Regions from separate parts of the Mus musculus genome. Here region 1 is linked to region 2. A link is a contact called in public promoter capture Hi-C data. All regions are on one chromosome and are shown on one strand. Each heading gives the region's core, a stretch centred on a gene start, on an enhancer-like site or on the middle of the called end of the contact. The rest is flanking DNA. Distances are from core to core; before and after follow the strand shown.

The links. Promoter capture Hi-C pulls out the DNA fragments that hold promoters and counts their contacts.
Region 1: a contact with region 2 is called in a promoter capture Hi-C map of embryonic stem cells, with 2.0 times the contacts expected there. The contact joins the promoter of Ddit4l here to the promoter of Emcn in region 2. A contact is called at or near these places in 2 of 39 promoter capture datasets (embryonic stem cells and frontonasal cranial neural crest) and 2 of 9 other capture datasets (adipose tissue and pancreatic islet).

What each region holds. Positions count from the first base shown.
Region 1 is chr3:137,621,922-137,625,061 of GRCm38.p6, forward strand. It overlaps Ddit4l (DNA-damage-inducible transcript 4-like), which reads left to right and starts at 1,751. Exons shown (of 3, transcript NM_030143.4): 1 at 1,751-1,962; 2 at 2,211-2,352. The coding sequence starts at 2,262.
Region 2 is chr3:137,339,307-137,342,792 of GRCm38.p6, forward strand. It overlaps Emcn (endomucin), which reads left to right and starts at 1,772. Exons shown (of 12, transcript NM_001163522.1): 1 at 1,772-2,006. The coding sequence starts at 1,934.

The DNA.
Region 1 (3,140 bases), core at 501-3,000, 280 kb after region 2:
AGAATGCTCTTATTTGAAATTTTTGCATATGGGTAAATTGCCTTCTGAGATAAAAGCCCAGAGAGTGATATAAAATTGTAGCTAGGTGAGCCAAAAGTAAATACCACATTCTAGAACTTTCTATAACTTTGTCCCGGTGGAAGTATGAATTATGCCTAAATACCCGAGTGGAAATGCTGCATTTTCTCTATTCTACCCACGTCCATTCTGATCACTTACTATCATAACACTAATAACATTCCTTGAAGCAGGGAGGACGCAGCTGTCATTAACAAGGCTGACTAGATAAGGACCAGCGGCTCTGTAGCAGCTAAAGGACCCATTCTAACCGGCTTAAATGGGATTGCTTGTTTTCCACTTTTGTTATTAAAATAGAAGTGGAAATCTGCTTTCCCCAGCCTATCAGCATCCCGTGCCTGAGCCTGCCTGACCTTGAGCAGTGCAGCTGCTTCGGGAGAGTTAAAAATGGACCTTCAAGCTGGCTTTAGTTTCTGTTGCTCTGCCTGCAAGTGTCCTCCCACTGATCTGTTTATCACACTCTCTTTACCACTTTTGTTGTTGTTTTTCCTTCTGAGAGTTTTTTTAGCCTGGACAGCGGATCCTACTTCTCAAGGCCCTAACCTGCAGGTCCTTCCTTGCACGTGGGGACCCAAAGTGTGCGGGAGTGGTGCTGGAACCTGGCCTTGAATGAGGTTCACCCTCACCCCAAGTATCTCGGTCTCTTCCTTTTCTGATCCACCTCAACCATCTCAGCAACCTCAGCAACCTCGCTGGGAACGCCCACCCATTGCAAACCCTGTGCCACTGGCGCAGGGCAGCAGGAAGGGTGGCTTAGTAAAGTTAGAAGAAAACGTTTGGCATCGTGCTTTTAGTGGTGTCCCAGACCCTCTGTTCCCTCTTGCTCAAGACTCCCCGGAAAGAGTCGCAGAGCTTATCCTAGCAGGACAACTCTTTATTCTCATGCCCCACAAGCTTTTTAAAGACCACTAAAGCTTAAACTTCTTCCCAAACAAGCCCACCGGGAACTTTTGCTTCTGGGAATGGCAATTGCTCCTAACTATCCTGCGGCTGGAGCAGGCAACTGAGATCCTGTTAGTGGTTTTGTTTAGTTTCTTGGCACTGGCCCTCTTCAATTCAAGTTCTGTGCCTTTCGAAGCCAGGTCTTAGAACAGGGCCAGGCTCGCCCTGGCCGCGGAGAAAAACGGTTTAGTCACAGATGTAGTATCCCCAAAGATGCCCCATTGATTCCTGAGTGCAGCTGAAGCTAGAGAGCCCTTACCACATCCCGACCACCTGCGGGGAGACTGGGTGCGGACTGGAGCTGATGGGTTAGAGTCAGAACATGGGCATAAAGGATGCTCACAGAGCACAGTGTCAACTAAGCCAAATACTTATTCAGAATGACACAGCAAAGTTTTGGGTCATGCCTAACAGGACCTGGAGCTTCTAGCTGCTTGAAAAGTTCCATAGCCAAAACCTGAGCAGTCTGAGCCTGGAAGCAGGCAAGCTGTGGGCAGGGGCTCACGCCAAAGAATCTAGGTTAGTGGCCGAAGGGAGATGCTCTTTAGGAGGGTGACCAGTGGCCAACTCAGGGTGACCAGTGGCCAACTCAGGAAGCAGCAGGTGTCCGCCCAAGGCGAGGCTGATCACCAACTCCCAGGGGCTTGCCTGGGCCCCTGCCTGGGAAGGAACTGAAAGGTGACCTGACCCTGCAGGGGCGGGCCGGGGCACGGGCCCGAGCGAGTGGCGCAGGTGGGCGTGCCGGCCAGGAGGAGAGGCGGGACCTATAAAGCGCTCTCCATTCGGGAGGCGGAGCGGCCGGGTGCAGCCTGTGCTGGTGGGCGCGGTGGCCCGCAGCCTTCGGCTTGCTGCAGGACTGTGCAGGGGACCACTGTCCAAGCTTCGGACTACTGAGGGGCGCCTGCCTCGGTTTACCCTTCAGCGTCTGGTGAAATCCGGCAGGTGAGCGACCCGAGGAGGCGGGATAGGGCAGGGTCGCTTCCCAGTTGTGCTGACTTTCCAGCTACTTCCAGCCTGTTGGCTTTAGTTGGCGCCTCCGCTCCTAGGGCTTTGTCAACTTGAGTTGCTAAGGCTGGTCCCTCCCTTTGGAAGGGCAGTGCCCGGGCTAGTTCGCCCTGGCGATGCCGGGACTCTGAGGAGCCTGTGCACTTCTTGCGTGCTTTTGCAAACTTCTCACTTTTTCCTCCCAGCGCCTAGGGAAAGATCCGTTCTGCTCCGCGAGGGAAACAGAGCCGTTGACCATGGTTGCAACGGGCAGTTTGAGCAGTAAGAACCCGGCCAGCATTTCAGAGTTGTTGGACGGTGGCTATCACCCTGGGAGTCTGCTAAGTGGTGAGTCTCTGGGCTGTCCACCTCTTTCCTATCCGAAGGTTGCGGGGCCCCTCTCTAGTGTAAGCGTCCCTGCCTGAGTGCGCGAGACTTCATCTCCTCCTAGAGACACAGAGGACTATGAAACCCATCTGAGATCTCTTTCTAAACTTCCTTTGCATTGTCTGCCCACCAAAAACAAACGTAAGGGGAATAATGCGTTGTTCCAGTCTGCTAAGAGGCTCTTGGGGATGAAGTTCCCTATCTCATGGTTGGAACATTAAGTGTACAGGCTGGGTGTGTTTAAAGACATGCGCTTACTTGTGTAGCTAGCACCACCACGTCCGTCCCCCCTCCCCCCCCCCCCCCAAATTCTCCCTTTTCTGTTTGCCACCTAATCCTTCTCTTTCCCGTCTCCAGAAGACCATCCTTCGGCATTTTGTTACCACGTTAGTTTTGCTTTTAGAATGTTAAATAATAAGTGTATATGCTCTTCTCAGTTCGGTTTGCTTTCCCACCGTGTGATGTTGTAGAGTTATACACTTACCTCATCAGTGAGTTCCTTTTCGTTGCTAAGTAAGATTCTATTATGAAATGCACCCACTGTGCATTAATGTCAGAAGAAAACTTGAACAGCCCTGGTTCTACAGGAATCATCATTTGCAACTTGAAACGTCAATTTCTAATCTGACAGACTATTCAACTATGGAAGAGTGGTGTGAGCATATATTAAGTGGCTTAAGCTCTTTAGATTTTCTTCATCTATAAGATAATATTATAATTCTAAATTTGTCTGTCTTCAATGTGGATAA
Region 2 (3,486 bases), core at 522-3,021:
GTCGGGCTGTGCAACCATCCTGTATAAAGCAGTCATCACTAAGAGCAAAGAGGCTACTGGTTGGTGTTTGGTCCTACAGAACACACAGTTCGGAACATCACCAATGCCCTATGACAGCTGATGCCACCTAGGCCATCCCAGGCAGATTCCTTATACCTATAATATAGTGATTTTTTTTCTTATGCCTCATAAAAATCTAATAAAAACCAGGAATATCGGGTGGGGATATAACTTGGTGGTGGTACACTTTTCTGACATGAATTCAGTCTGCAGCAACAAAAGGGAAGGGTGGCCTCAGAACCAGAAGTGAGCAGGAGCTTGTCTTAAATCTGTGTTTACTTCTGTTAGAAATGTCTTACTCTGTAGACCAGGCTGGCCTCGAACTCAGAAATCCACCTGCCTCTGCCTCCCAAGTGCTGGGATTAAAGCATGAGCCATCACTGGCCGGCTAACATTTACACAATGGAGTACTACTCAGCTATTAAAAAGAATGAATTTATGAAATTCCTAGGCAAATGGATGGACATGGAGGGCATCATCCTGAGTGAGGTAACACAATCACAAAAGAACTCACATGATATGTACTCACTGATAAGTGGATATTAGCCCAGACACTTAGAATACCCAAGGTACAAGATACAATTTGCAAAACACATGAAAATCAAGAAGAACGAAAACCAAAGTGTGGACACTTTGCCCCTTCTTAGAATTGAGATCAAAACACCGGTGGTGGAAGAAGTTACTGAGACAAAGTTTGGAGCTGAGACGAAAGGATGGACCATCTAGAGACTACCATACCCGGGGATCCATCCTATAATCAGCCTCCAAACATTGACACCATTGCACACACTAGCAAGATTTTGCTGAAAGGACCCTAATATAGCTGTCTCTTGTGAGGCTATGCCGGGGGCCTAGCAAACACAGAAATGGATGCTCACAGTCAGCTATTGGATGGATCACAGGGCCCCCAATGGAGGAGCTAGAGAAAGTATCCAAGGAGCTAAAGGGAACTGCAACTCTATAGGTGGAACAACAATATGAACTAACCAGTGCCCCCCGGAGCTCGTGTCTCTAGCTGCATATGAATCAGAAGATGGTCTAGTCAGCCATCAGTGGAAAGAGAGGCCCATTGGTCGTGCAAACTTTATATGCCTCAGTACAGGGGAATGCCAGGGCCAAGAAGTGGGAGGGGGAGGGGGAGAGGAGTGGGGGGGTATGGGGGACTTTTGGAATAGCAGTGGAAATGTAAATGAAGAAAATATCTAATAAAAATATTTAAAAAGAAAGAAAGAAATGTCTTGAAAACCTCTCTGGGCAGTAATAAGAGGCCAGCTTACTTCCTCAAGAGCAGAACGTGATCCAGTTCATACTTGTATTTGCCTCTAGAAGGTGGTCTTCACTGACTTGGCTTATGAGTTGAGAAGAGAGAAGAAATGCAATTCCTTGTGGATTTTGTACTCAAATCCAGACCTTGGGAAGTCACAGCCTTTTCAGCCGACCTGGGGGGCTACTTGGTGAGGTCTCTTTACAGCTTCTCTAAAATGCACTTTCAAAACAAAAGTTAGAAAGCTCTCTGGCCCTTTCTCAAGAAGGGTCTCTTCCTGTTCAAATCCCATCCTGACCTTTTTGTTGAAGAAGAGTAAAATAATGCAGTAACAAAAACACAAGTGGCTGCCAAAGGAAGAGAGAGGAAAAAAAAAGAAGTTCCTGTAAGGGGCTGAAACAATAAATCTCCTCTCTGCTGACCTCCCAAAGGGAGTGCGTGTATTTCCTCTAGTTCTTTATCAGAATCCCCAAAATAAGTAGGAATGGGCAGCGTCTGCTCACAGTCAGTACACCTTTCCCATTTGCTAATACGGCCTGGCCAGGCTGAGAGGAATCCTTCCCTGCCTTACCCTGGACAGTGAAGCCACTGAGACCATCGGTAGGCACCATGCGGCTGCTTCAAGCGACTGTTCTTTTCTTCCTTTTGTCCAACAGTCTCTGCCACAGTGAGGACGGCAAAGGTACGGTCCTCTTATCTTTTCTGATGGTGTGGGTGAGCTGCTAGGCTCAGTTGATCCTCGGGGGCTTCTCTGATGAGTTGCTGCTTGATTGGCTGAACAGGGTACACAGAGTTAAGTTTGAAAGAGGCGGAGGAGGCAGTGCCACAAGTAGAGAGTTCGTTTCCACTGAAGGGAAATGTTTGCTGGTGTGAGGGCCTGAAAGTGTGTTAAATGGATTCGGAGAACGTCTCAGGAAATGTGTTAACTTTTTAGGGACTAAAAATAGAATTTTGACTTAAAATGTGCTAGTTTAAAACAACGACAAACAAACAAAATTATGGTCTTTTCCGTCATCGGCCCAGAATAATAGTGGATGGGGTAAGAGTGAAAGTCCATCACTGGAAACAGTGCTACCAAAGTCTCCAACAGTACAGCTCTCTTTCAGCTCTGGTAGGTAAAACTCCGTGCAGAAGTGAATGGTGATTCACCATTAGGCGAACACTAGCATCTTAGGGGACTGGGTAAGTGGCCATTGAAATGTATCTACTTTTGTTACAGAAATATATGCACACACAAACATAATTACATAATATTTTGTGTAACTTTCAGAACAAGCCAAACCCACCACCTATGCAGGTAAAACAAACAAACAAACAAACAAACAAACAAACAGATGCATGTTACCCTGAGTTAATGGGCAGTTGAGACAATGTTCACTTTTATTTCTAACTATTCTTAAGTAATACGAAATAAACCACAGTTAAATGTAATAGCTTATTAGGGTCCTGTGCTGGGTAAGGAGAAGAACATAAAAATGAATAAGGTGATTTCCTTGCCCACAGTGGTAAATGTACTATTGAGAGAAAGACGTGAGTGATTCTAGTATTAGACAGATTTAATAAGTATGAAAGCTAAAATGCACGCTACCCAAAGAAGCATTTGGGAAAGATTTGCTCTGACTCTAGGGGACGGGCGGCGTGCACTGTGAGAGGGTATGTGTTTGTGTGTGTGTGTGTGTGTGGGGGGGGGGGGAAGTAATCCAGAAAACTCAGTTCTAATTTTATTTGCCTGTCTCTTTTTCCAAAATTTACTGCCTAAAAGATTTTAATTTATAAAAACAATCAAACGTAGAAAATAATAAAAATCACTGGTCCAACTTGAGTTTACATTTTGCCAGTAATTTTTAAAAATACTGTTATAAACTGAGGATAAGTCTGAAGCATCATACAGTCTCCTATCCTGCATTTCTCCAGAAAGTTATAAGAGAGACTGAGAACTTGGGGTTTTACAAAAGTGCCCATGAGACTGACGACCTGCTTCTAAGTTACTCTTCAGTATGTCTTAGAACAGTTGAAAATGTCAACTCTACGACTTACTGCTCAAAATCGTGTGCCTCGTTAATATCAACTCTGAGAGCCCAAGCTGAGGCTCTTCACCATTGGGATCTACACACCTTAGACTGTGCAGCAGGCTGCCAGCACTTTTTAAATGCTGACTGGAC